Linked DNA regions of Sus scrofa: region 2 is linked to region 1. The links are chromatin contacts, called in public Hi-C maps. All regions are on one chromosome and are shown on one strand. The core of a region is the stretch at or near the end of the contact, and the rest is flanking DNA. Distances in the headings are between cores, read along the strand shown. Region 1 has its middle 31 kb from the start of CACNA2D1. Region 2 overlaps CACNA2D1 (calcium voltage-gated channel auxiliary subunit alpha2delta 1).

Region 1 (5,180 bases), core at 1,517-4,016:
TCACAGCAGCTAAGAAGGGAGTTAGAGTATAGAAATAGAAGCAATGGCTCAAGATTGCCCTAGAGAAAGCCAGAAGAACAGTATTAAGGCATTTTTCCCTTATATTTGGTTATGAAGAAATGATAGGCTGGCAAGATTATCTTGGAATGAGGCACCAAAATACAGTCAGGAAAGCAAAATTGACAAGACCAACAAGTCAGGATGAGCGAGCCTTTGAATTAAATGTACAGTAACACAAGATAGAACGCTGCACTATTTGTCATAGCTTTTAGGATGTAAGGATAATTTATGATGATCTTACAGAGACTAACTTTAATTGGTTAATGCTTCATGAGAAATCCATTTTGGTATGTCTCTTCATGAGTAATGAAACCTCATCTAAGTTTAGCTGTGCCGTGAAACTGAATCTCGCTTATTAATAATAAGCGGGTATTGGCAAGTTAAGGAATAAGCATGTTGATATATTTAGTCTCTCTTAGGTTTAATGTGACAATTTATTCTGCCTATTTTTTAGAAGATTGGCTGATTAAACAAATCAGGCTAAATTCAAGTATATGTTGGTTTAAATAAAAAAAAAAACTTTGTTTACTAATGGTTTCCTAACTATACACATTCAGGTACATTTAAAAGTCTTATGAACCTAGGAACACCGGAGATGATCTTAACTAGCAATAGGATATAATGCTGATACTAATTTAAAGAAAAAATGTCTCTGTCATAACAGCTGTTAAATGCTGTGCTTGGACTCTCTGTGCAGTTGCTTCTCATTTAAACATAGAAATGACTGATGTGTATAAAAATAGTTCTCACTGTTTAGCTGGCAGTGGATAAACTTCCTAGTTACCAGCCAAATACCGAGAACTTGCTAGATAATATTTCTGTTACTGATTAGATGGTGTTGCTTTCCAGCTCGGAGGTAAGAGTAAAATTCGCAGCCCATTGGAGGTGATTTAAAATGAAATTCTCAAGGTTGGTTAGAGAAAGAAATCAATCATGCTTAAAGCCAAGCTGCTCCACAAACAGAGATGTAAACAAGATTACACATAAAAGGAAAAAATGATGTGGAAGCTTCTTGGCGTGATTTTTAGTAGATTCAAAGAGGAATTATAATCAACTTTGGGACACTAAATTAAAAAAAGATTGTTATTGCACTTAAGAGAAAAATATGAATTTTAAATTAGTAATTTCCCTGCAAAAACAATTACATATAGACACTAGACTCAATGTAAATTGATTCAGTCTGTTAAAGTCTTGTGGTATCTCTAGTTAGTAAAGCATTCTTACTCTGTGTCTATATATATATATGCCTTAAAACATGTTGGAAAAAATTTTGTTTATCAAGCACCTAAGTTTTTATCCTAAATAATCATAAATTTTATATGCTTTCTTAACCAAACAGTCCAGGGAACTAATTAAAGGAATAGATAGATGTTGCCATGCTGGTAACAATGCCCAGTGTCTCTTATGTGTTGATGATGTGCTTGTAAGATCTGTGAACTCTTAGCCAATAGTGTTTTTTTAAGCAGAATTATGAAATTCCAGATTGGGTTGGTTGGTTGTTTTTTAAGTAGAACTTGCTGGCAATAGCAAACCATAGGAGACTGGGGAGCCTCAGCTATAAACTCATCCTTTTTTTTTCCCCCCTCACTTCCCTGCTGCATTATTTCCCTCTTCAGAATACATTGTTTTGCAAAACATTGCTCCTTCTTGGCACTAAGGAATTAACGGTGGAACAGAGAACAAGTATATAAAGCACTATGGAAGGGCAAATTACCTGACAATCAGAAGTCTAAGTTCATTCCTTTGTTATAACTAACAAAAGGAAGTTCTTTAGCATGTCTTGTGTTTTTGTTTCTTCATATCCAAAAGTAAGAGTTAGAAATTATGCTCTCTGAGGTTCTTCTAGTTCTGTAATTTATTATCCTCAGTATGTGAGGAAGGATAAAATAAATCACCATATATTATTGAAGGGATATTTGTTACAACAGAATGGCAGAATTTTTTTTCCTTCTTCACAGAAACTGTGTCAATTTCAAAACATAGTTTCATTTCTATTTCAAGGAAAAAAGTAGAATATAAACTCCCAAAGTTGGTAGACTCTATGGAAAGTTTTAGAAATCCTATTATATTATACACCCCACATCTGTTCAAGATACCTCATTTTACCAAATGTTTGCAACTAACAGCTCTTTTTCTAGTGGAAATAGCCTTTTCATCAAGGCTTGAATGTACAGTTTTTGTAAGTTGTCATAGAGCAAAAACTCTATGTAATGAGAGAATTATTGGAGGCTAAATATTAAAAGCTAGAAAGAAATCATTGTTTCTAAGATCTGCTTAGATCACCAGAGTACCTATACATCTGAAGTAGGTTTGGAAATACTATCATACTTGCAAGAACAAGTTGGCCTGCTACAGTTTCATGGTTGCTAACAAGAGACATGAAACTTCTAGTTCAAAGACAGAGGACTTTATTCCTTGTATGAATGGATATGAGAGTATTAGCATTGAAACCTGGGCCCCAATTCTGACAGGGAGACTTGAAGAGGGGCAGATGTTACATGTACACACAGTGGGTTACATTATTGGAGAGATGTTCTGAGTTTAAGGAACAGGTCCTTTAAAATCGACATTAAGATGTCCCTGGGTAACAATCCCGACTAGTATCCATGAGGATGCAGGTTTGATCCCTGGCATTGCTCAGTGGGTTAAGTATCTGGCCTTGCTGTGAGCTGTGGTATAAGTTGCAGATGTGGCTCGAGTCCCACATTCCTGTGGCTATGGTGCAGGCCAGCAGCTGCAACTCTGATTCAACCCCTAGAACAGTAACTTCCATATGTCATGAGTGTGGCCCTAAAAAGACAAAAAAATAAACCACAGAAACTCTGACTGACCTTTGCCTCAATAGGAGACATTATATATATTTACATATACCAGTGAACCAGCTTTCTGTTCCCAAGGGATAAACTATCTTCAATTTTAAAGATTATTCCCTCTACACACAAAACATCCCTGGGAAGACAGTCACCAACTGTCAATTTGACTTCTGGCAGGATGGACAGAAATCCAAGAGATCTGTGGGAAATGACTCCCAACAATATATTAAATCAAGCTGTATCAGAGTGGCTAATCATTAGGCCATGTACATCAAAAATCTTTATTCTGTTACACTAAAACTGTTTACATTTAGAGGGCAATCATAATTGGCTTGGGGACAATGGTGAGATAGAAAATAAGACAAATCAGAATATCATTTTTTTTTTATATTTTCCCACTGTACAGCAAGGGGGTCAGGTTATCCTTACATGTATACATTACAATTACATTTTTCCCCCAGCCTTTCTTCTGTTGCAACATGAGTATCTAGACAAAGTTCTCAATGCTATTCCAGAACATCATTTTAACTCAACTCTTGATCTAAAGTTGACTATGTTAAAGGCTATTATCAAAGTCAAGAACAATCAACAACTGGCAACCATGAGTCAGTACAAAGTCTTTGACTGCACATTCTACAGCACTGACCAAGTTGACTACCTCTCAGTCCTGAAGCACCTCTTTCTATGGTTTCCAAGATGCCACATCTTGATTTTTCTCTTACCTTATTGGTAGCTCCTCCCTAAGTGACTTTGCTAAACTTTATTCTTCTAACAAAACTGTACATTTAGTGTGCCCTTGGATGAAGTTGTTAGCCCTCTTCTCTATCTAACTTTTTTCTAGGTGATCTCATCAGTCTCCAAATTAAAATCTCCTTTTGAGAACCCTGTCCAGATCTCTAGGCTCACATATCAATGCTCTATTTATAATTTCTACTGGGATGTAGTCAGCATGTCAAACTCAACACATCCAAAAGAGTTATGCCCAGCTCAACAAGACCAGTTTCTCCCTAAGAATTCCCCAGAAATATCAACTCATTTGCTCAGGCCTCAAACTTGGAAGTCATTTTGGTTTCTCTCTTTTCCATGTCCTTGGTAAACAGTCCATTAGGAGGTGATGTCATCATTTTCCTAAAGTAAACCTGACATCTCATTCCTTCTCACCATCTTTAATACAGGTTATCATACCAGCTATTATCATTTTTTACTTGTTCTATTACATTAGCTTTTTAAATGCTTTTACTCTTGCCTCAGTATAATCCATTCATGTATAGCAACCAGAATGACTATTTTAAAATGGCTTACAACTTTCCCAGGCTTAAAAACCTCTCAATAACTTCCAATTATCAATAGAAATAAAACCAATCCTTCTGGTGACCTACAAGACCCTGTTGCTCATTTCTTAGTCCTCTTCTTGTTCACTCTCCCCCATGTTCTCTTAACTCGGTCACACTGTTTCTCATGTGGTCCTCAAGCACATGACACTTTTCCCCATCTAGGTCCATTTCACTTGTTCTTCACTTTGCCTGGACTACTCTACCCTCAGATTTGTACATGACTGTGTCTTTCTCATCAGTCAGGTCTTAGTTCAATTTCATCTCAGGTTTCTTGGAGCTCCCACTCCTTCCCAACCAGCCATTCACTATAGCAGATACTCTTACTTGCTTATTATACAGTTATTCTTCTTTGATAACAGAATCTTCACATCTGCTAGAACAGAGTCTTCAAGGGAAACTAGACCCTTTCCACCCCAATGGCATGACTGGGTTATTTTAAGGCAGTCAGGATTACTTTAGACAAATGCCAATCAATCAGTTTAGGCAGGAACCTCTCAAACAATTCACAGCAAGCTTTGAATGGGGCCGAGGCATTGCAGTTCTAGAAAATTGTATCTCTTGAAAAGAATGCCCACTTTACTACCCCAGAATATCTGATGTCTGAGACTCTCAGATGTTTTGGAATCCTGAGGATATCCAGGCAAAAATGACTGGCCAACTTGCTGAAAATGGCAAAGAAGAAAGAATTTCTATAAGTGATGAGGTAACTGAGCTCTGGAATTAATCATCCTGGAACTTTTCTAGCCCCTGACTTCATATTATGTGACGTAATAAATATCTTCAATGACCAAAATTTTAGCGTGTTTTTTTTTTGTTTGTTTTTTGTTTGTTTGTTTGTTTTTTTTTAATCAGTAACTTGAGACAGAGACAGGAAGCAGCCTCACTTCTGTATCAGATAGCCAATCCCATTACCTTATTTTTTTTTTACCCTAGCACTTTGCTCAGTGATGCCAGGAAAAACTTCTGTCTTGTT
Region 2 (5,180 bases), core at 929-3,428, 210 kb after region 1:
GACATTAATTAATTTGCCCAAATGATACAATTGGTGGGTGAGTGCCAGGGATGGGATTTAAGCCTGAATCTATATGACTCCAAAGCTGGGGATCCTTTTCTTAGTCCATATGCTCCACAGAGAGTCTGAAATTGTAGTTTGTGTCTGTTGCTCAGTCAGATCTTCATTTTTTGACATAACAGTTCTTAGCTAAGGAGGCAACACCCACATTAGTTACTGCTTATTTACATTAATATCTTTATCTTTTAGCCAGAAACCATAAAAAGAACACAAGCAGTGTGGCTGAGATCTTGTAAATATGTTAAAAAATTGGAAACTGGTCCATGGTAGTGTGTGTGTGTGTGTATACATCATAAGCACATAGACAAGTTAAAGTAGACCTTGTGGATAGGCTAAATAATTGCATTGGACCTTCCTGCTTTTGACAAACTAATTTACGTGGCAGGAAAATTTGGTTCATTTCTAGTATAATTTAAAAAGAGGCAAATGGAGTTCCTGTCGTGGTGCAGCGGAAATGAATCTGACTAGGAACCATGAGGTTGCGGGTTCGATCCCTGGCCTTGCTCAGTGGGTTAAGGATCTGGTGTTGCTGTGGCTGTGGCGTAGGCCGGAAAAAACAGCTCTGATTAGACCCCTAGCCTGGGAACCTTCATATGCCGCGGGTGAATCCCTAAAAAGGACAAAAGACCAAAAAAAAAAAAAAAAAAAAAAAAAAAAGAGGCAAATGATTTAGACTTATTTTTCCCTATGGAAAACTCTGGCACTAACTTTAACAATATTGTTTTTGATGGATATTACAAGTATTATTATTTTCAGTGAAATACTTTGTAGCTACATAAATGTTCCCTGAACAAAATACATTGACTGAAAGGTATATACTAGATAACTAATTATTTTTAGCTTCTGCTGCTTTAATTACTAATGAAGAGAAAAGTGAAGGAAACAAAGGAGGCATCACTATAGCAGTGCCTTTTGTGTTTATTTTGTTTTGTTTTGTTTTGTTTTAAGGAGATGGGCCTATAAATACTTGAAATGTATTAGTCTATTGAATCATGACTCAGTGGAGCTAAAATTTTACTTCCCTTATTTTGTATTCATATACACTTGATCTTTTTTTTAGAACATACTCTTAATTTATCATATTTTCCCCCATATAGCTTCATTTGACTAACCTATTGGTACTTGGAGGCAATAAGATCTAGTTTCTACTAGCAGTCTACTCTTAAATGTATTTTACTTTCTTGATATAATAGTATTTCTAAATTCTTTTGATCTCAAAGAAATTAGAGAAGGGAGAAAAGAGATGGATTTAACTAACACTGTTGTAGAAATAAGCATAGCTTACGAGCACTTCTGTTGGGTTGCTGTTCTCTTTTCATCAGTCGAATGTATTGGTTCCTACCATTATTAAAAGGAGCCTCCTAAGAATATATTATTTAGTAATATTTTACTTACCTTAAAATGTCTATCCTAATACATCATTCACCTACGTGATGATATTTTTTTTTGCTTCATTCAGTAAAAAGTTTGTTGCACATAAGTTTTGTGTTGGGTATTGTAATGACTTTTGAGAATAATTCAGTTGCCATGATTGTCCTCAACATCTAGCCTATCTGCTGAGACGGATCCATCAGAGTCAACTGCATGTGTGGTGTTGAGCAAAGACAGATTTCTGGTCAGCAAACATTTAATGAATGTCTCTAGAGTGGCAGGCAGAGTGATAGCCCTGAAGATACAAATCTGTCTAAAGCCTAGATTGTTCCTCTAAAAGAACATGGAGACTATTCTGGCAAGTGGAGGTATAGGCATGTGGTTTGTATAGACCACGGCTCTTAAAATTATATTCATGGTCCTGGATAGCACAGAGGAAGGAGTGGTTGCCTGTGCTGGGCTAGAAATAAGGAGGTACTGCTACTACCTGACCTATGGAATAATGAATGAAAAACATGTTTGCCAACAAAAAGAACGTAACTTGGTGGGAGTAGAGAAACTCTGTAGTATGAAGAAATTGTTTTTTTCTTCTTCTTTTTTTTTTTTTTTTTTTTTTTGGTAGTAACGCAAAATATCATGTTAAAAATTTTTTTTTTTTTTTTTTTTTTTCAAATGGCACACAACTGTAGAGGGACTTTAAATGGATCCTGTTGGTTTTTAAAAATATTTACTCCAGGAGTGCAGACTGGAAAGGGCTAAGGCCAGAGGCTAGACAACTTCTCATTAACAAAAACTTTCCCTGTTAAGGACCCATGGGCCCATGGCCTCTGGCCCCTTGTTGACAATTGGCAGGGTATTTATTCAACTTCATTCTTCAAGTACCTTTAATTTCCTGGACCCTGAGGCTATAAAGAGACTATGACACAGTCCTTCTCATAGGCAACTTCTGGCAGACAAGTGTAAAAATGATTCATAGCCTCCTTCCCTGAGGTTGTTAACGATGATCTTTAGCTATGTTGGACTTACCGAAGACCTTTCTTCAATTTGCCTTTTTTTTTTTTTTTTTTCCCTCCACTTAAATAAACTTTATATAGATCTTCATTGCCTATATCTAATGGACGTCTAAAAATTATACATCATATTTCTACAGCAGATTATAAAAGTCAAGCTATAGAAAGAGTGAAATATATGTCAAAGTGTTCTGGGTCTGTGAGCTTTGGGTCCTTGGAGGTACTTTGTGTTCACCGTAGAATAGCTACAGACAGAATAGATGGCAAAGCCTTACGACACTTAGGCATTTTCAAGTCTACTGACTTTGGTCTTTAAAGTTTTCTGTTAAGAACTAATCTGCTTACTCCATGCCACTAATCATTAGGGAAATGAAAATCAAAACCACAGTGAGCTATCACCTCAAACCTGTCAGAATGATTGTTATTAAAAAGCCAAGAAATAACAAGTGACGTGGAGAAAAGGGAGCATGGGAAAGTAAATTGGTGCAGCCACTGTGGGAAACAGTATGGAGATTCCTCAAAACATTAAAAATAGAACTATTATATGATAGAGTAATTCTATTCCTAGGAATTTACCTGAAGAAAACAAAAACAATAATTAGAAAAGATGGATGCGCCCTTATGTTCACTGCAGTGTTATTTACAGTAGAAAAGATATGAAAGCGACCGAAGGGCCCATCAATAGGAAAATGGAAAAAGATGTAGTATGTATATACCCAATGGAATACTTCTCAGCCATAAAAAAATAATGAAATCTTGCCATTGGCAATGACAAGAATAGACCTAGAGGGGATTAGGCTGAATGGAATAAGTCAGATAGAGAGGTAAATACTGTGTGATTTTACTTACATGTGGAATCTCAAAAACAAAAGAAATGAACAAACATAACAAAACAGAAATAGGAGTTCCCGTTGTGGCACAGTGGTTAACGAATCCGACTAGGAACCATGAGGTTGCGGGTTCGATCCCTGCCCTTGCTCAGTGGGTTAACGATCCGGCATTGCCGTGAGCTGTGGTGTAGGTTGCAGACGTGGCTCGGATCCTGCGTTGCTGTGGCTCTGGCGTAGGCCGGTGGCTACAGCTCCGATTAGACCCCTAGCCTGGGAACCTCCATATGCCACGGGAGCGGCCCAAGAAATAGCAAAAAGACAAAAAGAAACACACAAAAAACAAACAACAACAACAACAACAACAACAAAACAAAAAAACAGAAACAGAGTCACAGATAGAGAAAACAAAGAGGTGGTTGCCAGAGGGAAGGGGATGGAGGAGAAGAAATAAATATGTGAATGATATTAAGAGGTACAAACTTCCAGTTGCAAAATAAATGAGTCATGGGTATGATATGTACAGTGTGGGGAATATAGTTAATAACTGTGTAATGTCTTTGGTGACATATCATAATTAGACTTCCTGTGAATATTTTGAAATGTATAGAAATATCAAACTACTGTGTTGTGTAATAAGAACTAACTGTGTTTTAGGTCACTTTATACTTTAAAATGAACAAACCAACCCATAAAAAAAGGGATCAGATTTGTGGTTTCCAGAGGAGGGGAGAGGCAGTCAAAAGTTACAAACTCTCAGTTACAAGATAAATAAGTACTAGGGATGTAATATACAATTTGATAAATATAATTAACATTGCTATTAAAAGAATGTCTTTTAAGAGTTTTCCTCAGAAGGAAAATATTTTTTCTATCTAATTTTGTATCTATATGAAATGATGGATGTTCACTCAACTTATTGTGGTAATCATTTCATGATGTATTTAAGTTAGATCATTATGCTGTACACCTTAAACTCATACAGTCCTATATGTCAGTCATATCTCACTGAAACTGGAAGGAAAAAAAATAAAAGACCTGATTTCCTTCCCACCATCACTGATGCAACTGATTAATAAATAACTCCAGTGTGTGTGGGAATGACTGTTGGCATGATGTAATTTTTCTGCTTTCCTTTCAGATTGGATTTAAGTGAATTGAGGTGTCAAAAATGAGAACTTATTCAAAAGATTTGCTTAAGTCTACCTTCTAATGATGAACAGAAGAAAATGTAGGTTCTGTTAAAAAAAACAGGTTAGAGGAGTTCCCGCTAGGCTGCAACAGATCAACAGTGTCTCTGCAGTGCCAGGACACAGGTTTGATGCCCAGCCTGCCACAGTGGGTTAAAGGATCCAGTGTTGGAGCAGCTGTGGCCTAGATCGCAACTGTGACTCGGATCTTATTCCTGGCTCAGGAACTCCACATGCCATGGGGCAGCCAAAAAAGAAATCAACAGCAAACAAAACAAAAGAAAACAAAACAAAAACCCAAACTTGTTAGATAGTGATTGGATACTAAAGTTGAGGACAGACAACCTGGAATCCTGTACTTGTCTCCCGTAGGAATTGGTTGTGTGATTCAATTTCCTCATCCACAAATGGAGGTAATACCTACTTTATCTAAAATACAAGATGGTTGAGAGGATGAATGAAAGACTATATTAGAGATAGTTTGTGAAAAAATGTTTCTTCTATAACTGTAGTCAACCGTGAGTAATAGTAGTAATGAACAATACGTACATCATCCTAAGAGTGCTTCATATTTCCTTATATCTTAAATTGACATCTCCAGTTTCTAAGGAACCCACCAAATGGATCAATTCTTTGGCTCCAGAAGATAATTCCATTAGGAGATCAGAATGTTAAAGTGAGGTTAATAATTATTCATGATTTGTTTGTAAAATTAAGATCAC

What was found. Hi-C and Micro-C count contacts between places; a contact is called where the count stands out from the background.
Region 2: a contact with region 1 is called in a Hi-C map of skeletal muscle, with 2.9 times the contacts expected there. The contact joins two enhancer-like sites. A contact is called at or near these places in 5 of 47 Hi-C or Micro-C datasets (embryonic fibroblasts, fetal heart ventricle, mesenteric adipose tissue and 1 more) and 1 of 2 datasets of contacts at active chromatin or transcription factors (skeletal muscle).

The regions. Positions count from the first base shown.
Region 1 is chr9:97,748,180-97,753,359 of Sscrofa11.1, forward strand. No RefSeq gene overlaps it. Among named protein-coding and RNA genes, the nearest start is that of CACNA2D1, 31 kb to the right of the region's middle. Within about 2 kb of position 2,767, at least 3 of the 83 cell types and tissues checked have an H3K27ac peak or open chromatin away from gene starts, as enhancers often do. A contact at or near this core is called in skeletal muscle, where this site is marked.
Region 2 is chr9:97,953,858-97,959,037 of Sscrofa11.1, forward strand. The region is part of intron 3 of CACNA2D1 (calcium voltage-gated channel auxiliary subunit alpha2delta 1); the gene reads left to right. Among named protein-coding and RNA genes, the nearest start is that of CACNA2D1, 170 kb to the left of the region's middle. Within about 2 kb of position 2,179, at least 2 of the 83 cell types and tissues checked have an H3K27ac peak or open chromatin away from gene starts, as enhancers often do. A contact at or near this core is called in skeletal muscle, where this site is marked.